Linked DNA regions of Sus scrofa: all the other regions are linked to region 1. A link is a contact called in public Hi-C data. All regions are on one chromosome and are shown on one strand. Each heading gives the region's core, a stretch centred on a gene start, on an enhancer-like site or on the middle of the called end of the contact. The rest is flanking DNA. Distances are from core to core; before and after follow the strand shown.

Region 1 (4,882 bases), core at 1,287-3,786:
GAAAACACTGACTGACAGAGACCTGGAGAGGTCCGGGTGCAACACTAGAACGTTCTTGGTGCTCTTCATGGAACTGGAAGAGACAGGAGGTGCCCTGGCCACAGGAGCCTCGCTGTGGGGTCTGAGCACTGTGTTCCAGGGACCAGGTGGCTCGCGTGTCTCAGGCTGTCTTGCCAATCGGCCCCACTGAAGACATCTGCGAAGGCTGGGAACCCCTCCCCCCTGGTCCACAGAGACTGGGGCTGGGGCTGGCCTGACCGTGAGGACATCTGATCTGCCCCGAGGATAACAAGAGCCTCCACCCACGGCGTGTTCACAGCTCACCAGACACTGTCTCAATGGAGTCTCATAACACAGCGAGGTAGATTTTGTCACTCACTCCATTTCACAGACGAGGCCGCCAAGGCCCAGAGAGGTGAAGAGACTTGCCTGAGATCACACAGCTAAGAAGTCGTGGGGGGTGTCCCACCAAGGCCCTGTCACATGCCCTTTGCCCAGCTCGCCCACCTGGCCTGGCCTGGCAGGGGGGCTCCAGCCCGCGGCCTTCCCTGGGGAGAAGCTTTCAGTGAGACCTCAGGGGCCCCTCCTGTGCACTGCGACCATAATAAACTCCTGGACCCTTGACTATGGCCTGTTTCCTCCTGGGAACGTGGGGAGGGAGGAGGAAGGGCAGAGAGAGAAGCTTAGGGCCTGTACTAGTTTGCTAGGGCTGCCTCACCACCCCAGACTGGGGGGCTTCATCAACACTGTGGCATCCCACCAAAGTGCTAGAAGCGGCAGGTCTGAGGTCCACATGTGGGCAGGGCTGGCTCCTTCTGAGGTCTTCCCCCGCCCCCGCCCCCCCCCCCCCCCCCCGTGTCCTCGCCGCTGTCCGCATCTTAGTCTCTTCCTACATGGACAGGTCCAGGTGCAGTTCCGGGCCCAGCCAGGTGACCTTGCTTAACACCAGTTGCCTCTTTCAAGACCCTGCCTTCAAATGCGTCCCACCTGAGGTCCCGGGATGAAGCGCCCATCGGGGATGGGGGGAGGGGGCAGACAAACCCCCGACACGGCCCCTGCTCAGGCGGCCCTTCCCGCGGCTGGACGTTTCCAGAGGCCGGCCAGCCACCAGGGCCCACGTCAGCACGGCCAGAAGCCCCCGGAAGTGCCAGGCGGGGTCCAGGAGCACCCGCTGCAGAGGGAGGGGAGGGGGAGAGCCCCACGAGGCCAGGGCCTGAGGGAGGGACAAGACGCAGGCTGAGCCGCGGGGCCGGGTCACCCACCGGCCCCGCCGAAGGGCAGCCTCGCCCCTCCAAGCCCAGCGGGGTGACTGACCGACCAGAGGAGAGACGGGGACGGCGTCTGAACCGCGTGGCCCGGGTCCGGGCTCACAGGGACCTCTGCGGCGGCTGTGCGGCCGCATCCCGCCCACCACGCGGGGACGCTGGAGACGCCACCTCTGAGGGTCCCCCAACCCGGCCCCGCTGTGGGGAAGAAACCCCCACACCCTGGCCAGAGCATCTGCCCTGAGCTGCCCAGATGCGCAGGGCCTCCCCGCCCCGACGCGCGTGTCCTCACGACGAGGAGCCCAAGGCCCCCGGAGCCCCGGGCACCCGGGAGCCCCAGCGACAGCGGAAGAGGCGGGACAGGGCCGAGCTCCGCGCGCAGGCCTCGTCCTGCTGCGTTCCTTCTAGAACCTTCCACACCGCTGGGTAATGACCGCCAGGGGGGCCTCCTGACCCCACGGGTGGCTTCGCCACCAGGGTTTGAGATGGGGGGCGGGGGTAAGGACAGCAGGAACGGCAAGGACCCAGCGAAGGGAGTGGCCTCTTTCTTTCTGCTTTTCCATTTCTGGCCGCGCCCGGCGCACGGGGAAGTTTCCAGACCAAAACTTCAAACTGCCCCACAGCTGCGACCCAAGCTGCTGCAGTGACCACGGCTAGGCCACCAAGGAACGCTGACCGTCCGGTCTATGTACCTCGGTGCAACTCCGCCCGCTTTTCCTGGGCCCGTGCGCGCGGGCTGCGGGGGACGCGGCGGTGAACGCGACCACCGGGGCCCCGCCCGGGACGCGTCCCACACGTGCACAAGGGCGAACCTGGGGGCTGAGACCGCTTGCGACACAGCCTCACGCACGAACACTTTCAGCACAGCCCTACCTGCCAGGCTCGCCGCGGGCCTCTGTCCTGCGGGGAGAAGGAGCGGGCACCCCTGACAGGTCCGCGGACGGACCCCCGGGACCACTCGCGCTCTTCCAGCAGCGAGGGTCGCCCTTCCTTTGACGGACAGGCGTCCTGGGCCACGCCCACCGGGGGAGGGGCCAAGGAGGCTGCCGCTGGCAGGAGGGGCGGCGCCCTCTCGTGGCCTCCCCGGGAAGGACAGGCCATCCTGCTTAGGAGCCGGAGGGAGATGGGAGGGAGACCGCCTTGCCCGTGGGGCACCGAACGCCTCCGGCATTCCCGTGCCAGCCAAGCTTATTGCTGTGAAAGGGCAGTGCCCAGAAGAGGCGACCTGTCCTCTGCTTGCATTTTATTTTTTGTCTTTTTGCCATTTCTGGGGCCGCTCCCGCGGCATATGGAGGTTCCCAGGCTAGGGGTTGAATAGCAGCTGTAGCCACCGGCCTACGCCAGAGCCACAGCAATGCGGGATCCCGGGCGTGTCTGCGACCTACAGCACAGCTCACGGCAACGCCGGATCCTTAACCCACTGAGCAAGGCCAGGAATCGAACCCGTAACCTCATGGTTCCTAGTCAGATTCATTAACCACTGAGCCCCGACGGGAACTCTGTGCTTGCATTTCAGACCTAGACAGCCCCTCTTCGGGTCATGGGCGCAGGCAGAGTAGACACCCAGCCAGCAGCGAGGGGCAGGTACAGACTTGCTCCTTTTAGGTGGACTGTGAGGGTGGCATCTGAGTGGCTCCCTCTGGGGATGGCCAGGGCCATGTCAGTTGCACTCCAATCTGTGTGAGGCCGGAAGGAACCACAGTTACATTCATTTAGAGACTGTCCCCTCTGACCCAAGCATCCACCCCTCTGACTTCCCAAAACTCGTTTGGCCCGCTCATCCCAGAGCGAATTCTGACAGAGCCACAGGGACATCTGCTTGCACACCCCAATGACAAGGATCTCGTCACCTGACCAGCCTGCCTGGGCCCTTGGTCAGCCTGGGTTGTGAGACGCTCCTTCTCTCGTTGGAGGAAAAGCCCTGTCATTTTCCGGATCCTCTGCTGCCCACAGAGGTTTACAAACAGTGACCCTGGCTTCCTTGGGCTTCTCTCCTCCAGGCTAAACATGCCCGGGGCCCCCAGTGGGCATCCGAGACTGAATTTAACTTGTTTTCCTTCCTGCACAGTCAAGGCCTCTTTTGGGAGGCCAGGACCTCCTTTGAGACCCTAATAAAAACACTCAGCCGTCTTCACGGAAGACAGCACAGGTGCACACCAGGTGTTATGTGCAGCTGAGCGGGTCCATGGACTCCAAGGGCGCTTTCTTTAGTGGATGTCAGTCTCCAGGGCGTGGTTGGCCTTCGCCGTTAACATCTGTATTCACCGAAAGTTCACCGAGGGCCTGCCATGCGCCAAGTGCCATTTCTGTGCCCAGGATGGACGGGAGAATAAGACAGATCCCAGCTCTGAGGATTTTACAGTCTAGAGCAGGAGACAGACACAAACAAATCAGCCACCGCACCGTCAATCTTAGATCGCGACAGAGTCAAGGAGGACAATGGAGCCCAGTGGTACGGCGAGAAGTGACCAGATTAGGAGGGCTACACCCGCGGGTGGCCGGATTAGGAGGGCACCTTTGTTTTTGCTTTTTAAGGCTGCACCCATGGCATATGGAGGTTCCCAGGCTAGGGGTCAAATCAGAGCTACAGCTGCCGGCCTACACCACAGCCACAACAACGCCAGATCTGAGCTGCGTCTGCAACCTACACCACAGTTCACAGCAATGCTGAGCGAGGCCGGGGATCGAACCCACAACCTCATGGTTCCTAGTCAGATTTTGTTTCTGCTGCGCCATGACAAGAACCCCTAGGAGGGCTGCTTTAAATTGAGAGGTCGGGAGGGTCTCTGCGGGGCTGCCATTTGAGGAGAGATCGGATGGATGCCAGCAGGATAGTGGGGATGAAGGATCCAGGGCTCAGGTGGGAGCAGGAGCGGGTGCCAAGACTCTGGCAGGAGCTCCCGTGGTGGTGCAGTGGTAATGAACCTGACTAGTATCCATGAGGACATAGGTTCGACCCCTGATCCTGCTCAGTGGGTTAAAGATCCATCAGTGCTGCGAGCTGCAGATGTGGCTTGGATCTGGCATTGCTGTGGCTGTGGTGAAGGCCGGCATCTGTAGCTCCGATTAGACCCCCTAGCCTGGGAAGCTCCATATGCTGCAGGTGGAATGTAAAAAAAAACAAACCCTCCATATCTACTGATGCAGCCTGGCTCCAGCCACATCACAGAGGTGGTGGTGACTCCGTTTGGGAAATCTAAGTTTCCCATCCTACACTGATGCAACCAATTCTTTGAATCGAGATGCAAGACTTCTCGCCTCCGATGGAAATTTCAGGATCCCCCTGACTAATGTTTCCACGTCACTCTTCCTCCAAACCAAATAGGACAGTATGCGTCATGTGATCCCAATTTCGTGGGGAGAATGACTCTCTTTAGGTGTGTCTGGAAGGATAGCTGATGCTCACTGAGGGATTATGCTGAGCACAGCCAACTATTTCATTTCATTCTCTCCATCGCACGTTGAAGTAGGGGCAAGCAGCATTCCCATCTTCCAGACAAAGACAACGAGGCTCCGTGAGGCCAAGGAACTTGCCTTGGTCCCCCAGCTAGTCACGGTTGGGACTGGGGCTTGTACCTGGCAGGCTTGGCTTTTGTCACCACAATCATTACGGCCCC
Region 2 (4,882 bases), core at 1,741-4,240, 97 kb before region 1:
TCGCGCCGGCGGAAAGCTCTAGGGGCCGCAGAGCCCCGCAGGGACAGCTTTTAAGAGGACAGGTGTCATGCTGGCCTTGTCCTGAGTCCGCGGCACCGCTTGGCTCCTTAAAGGGAGACGGCTGTGCACCGCACGGCGGAGAGAAACGCGACGGGCTTTGGCCACAGGATCTCACTTGGGCCGGCTTGTCTGCCTCCCAGCAGCACCCCAACAGGGGTGTGTGAATTCAAGTGAGCAGCCGTGGGGAGATTAGAGCGTTTTCCCGCATTCCCATCGCGGATGGCTGGTGGCAGAGGCCACATTTCTCCAGGGTCCATTTGTCTGCACTGCTCTACTCTGCATTTGTCTACACTGCATTTGTCTACTCGGTCCATTTTTGTCTATGCTGCATTTGTCTACTCAGTCCATTTTTGTCTATGCTGCGTTTGCCTACTCTGTCCATTTGTCTATGCTGCGTTTGCCTACTCTGCCCATTTGTCTACACTGCGTTTGTCTACTCTGCCCATTTGTCTACACTGCGTTTGTCTACTCTGCCCATTTGTCTACACTGCGTTTGTCTACTCTGTCCATTTGTCTACACTGCGTTTGTCTACTCTGCCCATTTGTCTACACTGCATTTGTCTACTCTGTCCATCTGTCTACACTGCGTTTGTCTACTCTGTCCATTTGTCTACTCTGTCCATTTTTGTCTACACTGCATTTGTCCTCTGTCCATTTGTCTACTCTGTCCATTTTTGTCTACACTGCATTTGTCCTCTGTCCATTTTTCTACACCGTCCATTTGTCTGCACTGCGTGTGTCTACTCTGCATCTGTCTACACTGCACCACTCCCATGGTACCTGGTGGGATGAATGCCTGGATAGATGGGCAAAGGAATGGTGCGTCCACAGCTGGCGTAACGAGTGAAAATAAGCCTGGCTGACAGTGAAGTTGCTGCCACGGTGTGTGTGTGTGTCGTTACCACCCTCCCCATCCAGGCGAGGACTGCCGTGGACGCCTCTCTCATCACCACTCGTGTTTAGTGGTCACCAAGTGATCCTTGCAATTTTCGCCAAGGTGAAGAGGCCAACGCACCTGCTGGCCTCCACGGTCAGGGTGCTCGGTTCACCCCTGTCAGTCTCTCTTGCACTGGGGGACACTCCGAGTGCCTCTTTCGCTTCCCATCTTCTCTGCCCATCCCCGCCGAGCTGCTGGGGGGAGCTTCCAAAACCAGCGCGTGAGCTGCACTTCAATCCCTCCCAGCTCCCATCAGCCACCAAATAGGGTCCAAACTCCGAGGAGGTTCATCGCAGTCCGTTATAATCAAGTGCCTTGCTCCCCGAATACACTGGGACCGGAGGACACGACCCCCTTAGGCCACTGCCGTCTTCCTCATGCCACCTGGCATCGGGCACGCGAGTCTGTAACACACCTGGGGGCCAATCCTCGTGGGCAGGGACGGGGGAGACGGGCCAGCACAGGGGCCCATCTGAGCGCGCCCGCTGATGACGGCTGTCTGTGTCCCTCCCCAGAGGCCGTCCCAAGAGAAGCAGACCTCAGACTCCGACAGCCTGGGCCTGGGAGACAGCTGTTCCACCCTTGGCCGTGAACATGGTAGGAGCCTCTGGGGCCTCAGACGGGAGAATGCCAGAGCTGGGGGTGGGGGGGCCACTGCCACAAGCGCACAGGGCAGAGCAGGTCCTGACCGCTCTGGACACCTGGCTATGGGACCTGGTCTGTGCTCGCCTGGAGCTGTGGGCCAGGCCCTGTGTGCAGGCTGAGGGGCTGCCGGGAAGGCTAGCGGGCTGGTGGGGCTCCCCCGCCTCCCCTAACCCGCTGCCATGGCCACAGGCAAAGGGAAGAAGAACAGCCTGTCGGAGCTGAAGGGGTCAGTGAGCAAGGCTGCCGGCCGCAAGATCACCCGCATCATCAGCTTTTCCAAGAAGAAGGCGCTGGCCGAAGCCCTGCAGGCGTCCGCTGCCGAGGAGGAAGTCCCGTGCTGTGGTGGGTACCGTGCACGCGGGGAGGCAACGCAGATCCTGCTGCTGAGGGCTCCCCGGGCAGAGCGCGGACGCCTCCTCCCGGATGGCTGGCATCCACCCTGAGTGAGCCAGGCCCGCCCTCGCTTCTCCGTGGGCCCCTGGCGCCTGACAGAAGGAAAGGCCAGCTGAGCTCCTCTGTCTACGCAGTCGGGGAGCTGAGCTCCAAAAGCCCCTGGCCTTGGTTTCCTCTGTGGGGACAGAAGGAGACGCTCTGACCTTCGCATGTATAATCCACCAAGTGTTTCAGTTCGGGCCCAGTCTTATACGGATAATTCTTGGGTAAAAATACGTAAGCACTTTTATTATAAATGCACTCAAAAGAAAAGGGCGTGGGGTGGTTCCCATGGGGGCGCAGCAGAAACGAATCCGACTAGGAACCACGGGGATGTGGGTTCAATCCCTGGCCTCGCTCAGTGGGTGAAGGATCTGATGCTGCTGTGAGCTGCGGTGTAGATCGCAGATGCACGGCTGTGGCTGTGGTGTAGGCCGGCAGCTGCAGCTCCACCTGAACCCCTAGCCTGGCAACTTCCATGTGCCGCCAGGACGGCCCTAGACAGCAAAATAAATAAATAAACAAATAGATGCATTCAGTATGAATTAAAAATGGTTTGGAAAGAAAAACATAAATGTAGCGCTCCAGGTACTGGGATCCAACAGGAAATTTTATTTTTTAGATACGCAGTACTAGTCTAATAACCCAGAAGGAGTATTAGAAAAGCATATGGCTATCAAGAAACATTTTCAGGTGGATCGGGACACGTTACGATGACAAGGAAACTAACATCTAAAACATCGAGGGGGGATTCTAACTCCTCAGCCATCAGCCTCGCCCTGGCTGCTTGCATAATTTATCGTGGCTTTTGGTTCCCACGTGCTGCCACCAGAGGTCAGCATCAGCCACTACTTTGTGTCCTCAGGGATAGCGGGGCATCTCAGGAGCAAAGGCAGCAGCAAGAGCTGTGGTTTCAGCTTTCCATACAGTAGCTGCGCCCTCCTCGGCCCGCCCGCTGCTGCCTGAGGGCCGTGCAGGGGTGATGCTCAACCCCCGCGGCACAGGCAGGAAACGGAAACTCAGACAGCGGACAGGTGCCTGAGGCCGCGGGCCAGCGGGCCTTCCTTGCAGCTGGGGGCCCTCGGTGCCCGGGAGCACCCCAAGCGCCGGGAGTCACCCTGCTGGTGCCCCCCGCAGGTCACCTGAACGTGCTGGTGAACCACGGCTGGAAGGAACGCTGGTGCCGCCTCAAGGGCAGCACCCTGTATTTCCACAAGGACCGGACGGACCTGCGGACCCACGTGAACGCCATTGCCCTGCGCGGCTGCGAGGTGGCCCCGGGCTTCGGGCCCAGACACCCGTTTGCCTTCAGGATCCTGCGCGACCGGCAGGAGGTCGCCATCCTGGAGGTGAGAGGCCAACGGCGGGGCCTTGGTGGCAGAGGCGGACGGGGGCTTGGGCCCGGGCTCGGGCTTTGGTCCAGGGGCCTGGCTCCTGAGGCTGTGGGGGCCAAGGTCGGAGGGGAAGCAAGTCAGCCGATGCTGCCAAGTGATCAGCAGAGGCGCCCGTTAAACTACGCAGCCCCTGCTCAAGTCTGAATGTCCGACAGACAGCAGGTAATTCTTCTTCTGTAAGTAAGGACATCCCACACTGGGGACCTGCCTCTACCAACACACGCGTGCGTCGCTGACCTGAAATGCAGATCTAACAGGGAATTGGGCATTTTTATTTGCTACATCTGGCAACCCGAGGCCCAAGCTTGGCTCCTTCTCCCCTGTAAATATAATCCCACCCCGGAAAGGCATCTAGCCTGATCTAACCCCGATCGGATTCTGGAACCCTCTCTACAACACTCTGCACCAGTAACTCTCCACCTCGGATGACCCACGGCCCTGCCAGGTAGCTGCTCCTCCCACCAAGCAACTCCATTTTCACAGAGATTTTCTCTACACGGAGTTGAAATCCTCAAGCTCCAGCAAAGCAGCAACCACACCGGATCTGCATATTTTTGTTTTTCCGGAACCAGCCTTATGTCGAGCACATACCAGGGGCTCAGTCCTATTTGCTGAACAAATGGCTGAATGAAAATGTGATTTCATTTCGCCCACGCCTGGTCACATCTACCCACTGGCACCAGCCCTCCTCCCTGGGGTCACGCGGAGTACACAGAAACTCTTTTCACACGCCAATCCTTCACTTATTTAGAATGTAAATTTTTTTTTTTTTTTTTTTTTTTTTTTGCTTTTTATGGCCACACCCGCGGCATATGGAGGTTTGCAGGCTGGGGGTCCAATTGGAGCTATAACTGCCAGCCTACACCACAGCCACAACAACGCAGGATCTGAGCCGCATCTGCGACCTACACCACAGCTCACGGTACCACCAGATCCTTAACTGAGGGAGGGCCAGGATCGAACCCGCAACCTCATGGTTCCTCGTCGGATTTGTTTCCGCTGCGCCACGACGGGGACTCCACGGGAGGAAGACTTTAAGCAACTAGTCCCCCCATTACAGAGAGGACCTGAGGCCAGTGCAGCCCAGGCTCCATCCAAAGCTCCACAGAGGGCGGTGCCTCTTGGTCTCTTCCTGGAACTAAACCAGGCTCCTCAGTCCTGCTCTCTGTGTCCAGTACCCACTGCCCCTCTCCATCCTTAAATTTCAGGAACTATTGACTCTCGAAGTCCCTTGTATCTTTAATAGTTTGAGGTGGGTCTCCTGTTTCTTCAGTTATACACAGAGCTTTCTGTCAAAAAGTGAGCTTTTTTTTCTTGTCTTTTTAGGGCCGCACCTGCAGCATATGGAGGTTCCCAGGCTAGGAGTCAAATCTGAACTGCAGCTGCCGGCCTACACCACAGCTCACGGCACCAC
Region 3 (4,882 bases), core at 1,256-3,755, 79 kb after region 1:
TATATTTTTGCAAATGTTATTTTTGAGGAATTGTTGGAAAAGGGCTAGGTCCAAACTATTCTATTCTTGGAAAAGGCTCTTTAATCTCAAGAGTCCAACTAGTCTACAACCCATTAAACTTAACCGTTTAAAAGAAGCCAATGTCTTCCTTTATCCCGATTACTCTTTGCCTTCACCAATATCCCATCTCCAAAAACCCACAAATTCCCAGCTATGAGGAGTTGCTGACCACCTAACTCAACAGGTTAGTTACTTAGCAAACTGCATGATTAAGTTTTCTTTTAATACAACGGAGTCCATTTCAACACAGCGCTGCTCCAGCTGCCCTTGCCATGAGCCACCAAACTTAGGACACGACTAAAGGCAGCAAACACTTCCCTTCTCCGGAGGGCTCCGCGCCCCTCAAAGGACCCTGCAGGGGCCCGTGGAGGGACTGGATTTCACCTCGCATCTGCGGCGGCGATCGCAAGCCCGCCGCCGTCACGCCAGCCCCCTCCGTGAACCCCACCACTGCCTGCAGCCCGATCCCGGCTTTTCAAAGGCTTGAGCCGCTCAGGGCTGCCGCCGGGGCGTCGAGGAAGCCTCAGGCGTGAACCCGGCAGAGGCGAGGGCAGGGGCGTGCGGTTGAGTCACGTCGCTCCGCCATTTTCTAAGCGGAGCAGGAAGACATGTTGGAACAAAACACAACAAAAGAGCAGCCATTTCCCAGGCCGGCTCCGCCAGCCCGAGCCGGCGGGCCCCGCCGCCCGCAGCCTCAGGCCCTCGCCGGGCAATCCCAGCAGCCTCGGAGGAGCCGACCGGGAGACGGCAGCAGGCACCCCTTCCGCGTCGGGATCAAAGATGGGCCGCGCACTTTCAAAACCGCGGCCAGACGGACGGACGCTAAGCGGAGCAGGGTGCGCAAACCGAAACGCGGCCTAAGTTGGCAAAGGACGATCTGCTCGGGGACTGGGGTGACTTACGGTCCACGGAGACCCCGGCCACTCAGACCTCAAGAGCCGGATCCAGCTGGTCCCGTCCCCGCCGCTCCCACATCCCCCTTTCGGGTACCTCCCCGGGAGGAGCGCCGTCTGCCCACGGACTCTTACCGTATGTGGGGGATGCCGACCCCACCTTGAAGAATCTTATAGAGTTTGCTCTCGTACAGCAACTGGGGATGCCTGGCCTTCTGAGATTCTAGCTTCACTGCCACTTCCTGCGGGGGAGAGGGAATGATGCCATCAACATCCTTACGGACTCAATGTCACTCGGAAAGGACGGGGCGACGTGAGCAAAGCCCCAACTCTCCCGGCAGTAGAGCCAGGAGGAGAAAGCTCTCTTTGTAATTACAAAACGAGGCATCCAGCCTCAAAGGCCTCTTCAGGGGGCAGTGACGAAAGCGGCACGTCCTCTAAAGTGCAGGAAAATGATTCATCCAGAAAACGTAAAGAGAGGTCCTGAAGAAGCCAGGCGATCGGAAGCTGCGCTAATTGGAACAAGAACCCCAGGAGAATTCAATAGGGAGAGAGCGAAGCATAGGGATTCTGCCGTTCTCACCTTAGAGGATGGGTTTAAAAGTCCGAGTAAGGTGGGAAACTCCACAGTACCCCAACGTCTGCCTCGCTTCTTTCCCTTTTAGGGAAGGACAGCGGTGGAGGTTCCCAGGCCGGGAGAGCCGGCTCCCTCTGGACTTCCCGGGGCGCGCGCGCGGGGGGCAAAGGCCCGAGCCGCTGGGGGGGGGGGGCAGGCGCGGTCGGGAACCCCACCCCGGGGGATTACCTCGCCGTTGGTGATGTTGATCGCCAGGTAAATGTCCCCGAAGGAGCCAGAGCCGATCTTCCGCACCAGTTTGTACTTCCCTCCGACAATGAACTCGGCCTTGGAGCCGCTGCTGCTCGCCATCCTGGGAGAAGATGGAGGCTGGGGCCAAGCCCCGACACCTCTAGGGGACGACGGAGGCCTCTAGCGCTCGTCCGCGGAGCGCGGCAGGAACCGGGGGGCGCTGGCTCCTTCTCGGCGCTACAGGCCCGGAACCGGCCAGGCGGACCCGGATCTCCGCGGCTGTCAGGCTTCCTCCGGCCAGGCCGCAGGCTGCCGAGGCGGTGCTCGCGGTTGCCGGGCCGGGCCACTTGTTCCTGGCGGCCGCCGCTGCCTCGCTCTCGCGGCGACGTCGCCGGCTGGAAAAGGGGCGCGGTGAGTTAGGGCGGCGATCCCGCTGCCCCCGCTGCCGCCAGCTCCCGCCCGGAGGGACCCCTGTCACTCCGCCGACGCCGCCATCTTGTTGCTCCGGCTCCAGCCAACACAAAATGCCCCCAGTCCCCGGGAGCCGCTTCTTCACGGCGCGGAGCACGCTGGGAAAGGGATCGCGGGCGCCAGCCCCGAGGGTCGACGGCGAGAGGGAGGGCGGAACCGGATCCGTGAGAGTCGCGGCCCACGCTCCGAGCGTCCCCCGTCACCGCCCAAGCGCGCAGGCGCACTGCCGCGCCGCGGACTGCGCAGGCGTGCCGCGCCCGCCCCGCGCCCCGCCCCGCGCCCGCTTCCACTTCCGGTCGCCCGCTGCTCCTCCGCGGCTGCCTGTTAGTCACCTCAGACCCGCCTGCTCGGTGAGGGGCCGCGCGGCCCAGGCCTCGAGACGTGTTAGGGAGGAGTCACTGCAGTGCTCGTGGGAGGGGATGCGTCAGGCCTCCCGGGGAGTTGGGTACCGACCTTTGCTCTTGGTCGGAGGCGGTTTTCACCCTTTCGCTCTTTGCGGGGCTCCGGCCGATCTCCGCTGTGGCGGAGCTGTCGCCTCCGGTGGAGAGCGGGAGACGAGCAGCCGCGCTCGGGGCTCCCGCGGCGCAGCCCGGCGGCTCTGGCCGCCCAGGGTTTCGGAGGGCTGGAGGCCCGCTCTCCCCTCCCGGGAAGAGGGGCGCAGGCGCCAGCCCTGCTGCTCTGGGGCTTCGGGTTGCTTCCCGCTGACGCTGTTTGATCCCGGAGGAAAACCCCAATATCCAAGTCATGGGTAGTGGCACGTACGTGGTCGATAGAAAGTAAGATCTGCAGCCGGGGGAAAACGAAAGTTATCCCCCTCCCAAATGCCTTGAAACACCCTATCCTGGTCGTGTGGGAAAATGAGCTGTTGACCCCAGAAACACAGGATAAAAATGACCATTAGACCATAAGATTGGCAGCGTTTAAAACTCTACACAGTAAAAACTTTTACTGAAATTGGACAGGAGTTCCCGTGGTGGCGCAGCCGAAACGAATCCGAGTAGGAACTATGAGGTTATGAGGTTGCGAGTTTGATCCCTGGCCTCGCTCAGTGGGTTAAGGATCCGGCGTGGCTGTGGTGCAGGCCGGCAGCTACAGCTCCGATCGACCCCTAGCCTGCGAACCTCCACATGCAACAGGTCCGGCCCTAAAACAAACAAAAACATTGAACAGAGTCACCTCTTGACCACATTTTGGGTTACAAAATTTGACCTCAGACGGTTGGGCTTAGTGGTGATGATCCCAGGAGAAATGTCCATGTTGCTGTCATCTGCAGTCTGAGTCAAACGCTGACGAATGAGTGAATCAAAGCCTCAGTTGTGAAAGTGCAAAAGCGGCATTATTTTACTATCCCAAGTAAAAGAATGTCATTAAAACAGGAAAAAAATGTACCTCAACTGCAACTTTGAAAGCTGATCAAGTAGTTAGTAATGGAGTTCATCCTGAAAGATATCTTGACTAGGATTTCTCCATGTTACTTTATTTCTGGCTTAAATATTTGTATTCATAAAGCTTTAACCTAAATGTCTTGAATTTGAGAACAGAGGGAAAGAGACTTCTAAGGTTTAAGGTGAAGTTTTGAGGTGCTAACAAAACCCAGGCCCCCTGACCCCCAAAAGGACAGTCTTCACTGGTGACTCCAAAGTGTGTCCGACCTAGTTAAAACTCTCTGCCGTTCGATTTTCTTTTGTTAAAAAAAGTTGGGGTTTCCTTTTGATGCAGCAGGTTAAGGAGGCAGTGTCACTGCTGCGGCTCAGGTTCAGTCCCTGGACTGAAACCTTCTGCATGCTGGGGCTGAGCAGAAAAAAATCAGTTTTAAGTATCTTGAAGTTTCCAGGTTTCCAGAGATAGTGACTGTTCTGCTGATTTTCTACTATAGCTACCCCAAATTTGACGGATCCCTCAGCTTAAGGAGTTCACCGTAAGGGGTGAGGTGTACATTTAAAGGGTTTTTTTTTTTTTTTTTTTGGTTGGAGCTCCCTTTGTGGCTCAGCAGTTAATGAACCCAACTAGGATCTATGAAGATGTAGGTTTGATCCCTGGCCTCGCTCAGTGGGTTAAGGATTTGGCTTTGCCATGAGCTGTGGGGTAGGTCACAGAAGTGTCTCGGATCCTTTGTTGCTGTGGCTGTAGTGTAGTCCAGTGGCTGCAGCTCCAATTGGACCTCTAGCCTGGGAACTTCCATATGCTATGGATGCGGCCCTAAAAAGACAAAAAATAACTAAATAAAATAAAACAAACCACAGTGCTTATCCAAGAAAAGGTCACTAGTAGACAGGGTGTCTTTTGAGTAAAATGATTAAGGACAAGCACAAGAGATACAGACGGGTGTAGTAATGGAGAAAATAAAAACACAAGGGTGGCCTGCCCATCTCTAGAGTTGTTTGGTACAAATAAGTAGAAAAATGGAATGACTTGGGATATGTCAAACACTCTCTCAGGTCTTTGTTACCCAGCTTTGTGCATAATCAGTAGCAGATAAGTGAGTTAATGGAGTAATTGAAAACATGAGAACATCAGAAATGTTCTGTTGGGAGTTCCGGTCGTGGTGCAGTGGAAACGAATCTGACTAGTATCCATGAGGATGCAGGTTTGATCCCTGACATCACTCAGTGGGTTAAGGATCTGGCATTGTCGTGAGGGGTGGTGTAGG

Evidence for each region. A called contact is a pair of places that touch in the nucleus more often than the background predicts.
Region 2: a contact with region 1 is called in a Hi-C map of embryonic fibroblasts, with 2.4 times the contacts expected there. The contact joins the enhancer-like site here to the promoter of IL17B in region 1. A contact is called at or near these places in 1 of 5 promoter capture datasets (liver), 14 of 47 Hi-C or Micro-C datasets (embryonic fibroblasts, fetal heart ventricle, fetal skeletal muscle and 8 more) and 2 of 2 datasets of contacts at active chromatin or transcription factors (alveolar macrophages and skeletal muscle).
Region 3: a Hi-C map of subcutaneous adipose tissue shows a contact between it and region 1, with 3 times the contacts expected there. The contact joins the promoter of ARHGEF37 here to the promoter of IL17B in region 1. A contact is called at or near these places in 3 of 5 promoter capture datasets (fetal liver, fetal skeletal muscle and liver), 30 of 47 Hi-C or Micro-C datasets (adipose tissue, alveolar macrophages, blood and 14 more) and 2 of 2 datasets of contacts at active chromatin or transcription factors (alveolar macrophages and skeletal muscle).

What each region holds. Positions count from the first base shown.
Region 1 is chr2:150,581,090-150,585,971 of Sscrofa11.1, forward strand. IL17B (interleukin-17B) reads right to left here and starts at 2,537. Exons shown (of 14, transcript XR_002342005.1): 1 at 2,139-2,537.
Region 2 is chr2:150,483,286-150,488,167 of Sscrofa11.1, forward strand. It overlaps AFAP1L1 (actin filament associated protein 1 like 1), which reads left to right. Exons shown (of 21, transcript NM_001244817.1): 11 at 1,513-1,594; 12 at 1,832-1,984; 13 at 3,212-3,423. All of the region lies in intron 2 of LOC106509605 (a long non-coding RNA gene), which reads right to left. Among named protein-coding and RNA genes, the nearest start is that of GRPEL2, 25 kb to the right of the region's middle. Within about 2 kb of position 2,991, at least 5 of the 83 cell types and tissues checked have an H3K27ac peak or open chromatin away from gene starts, as enhancers often do. A contact at or near this core is called in embryonic fibroblasts, where this site is marked.
Region 3 is chr2:150,659,965-150,664,846 of Sscrofa11.1, forward strand. It overlaps ARHGEF37 (rho guanine nucleotide exchange factor 37), which reads left to right and starts at 2,506. Exons shown (of 13, transcript XM_003124090.6): 1 at 2,506-2,582. CSNK1A1 (casein kinase I) reads right to left here and starts at 2,467. Exons shown (of 10, transcript XM_003124088.3): 1 at 1,759-2,467; 2 at 1,089-1,195. The coding sequence starts at 1,881.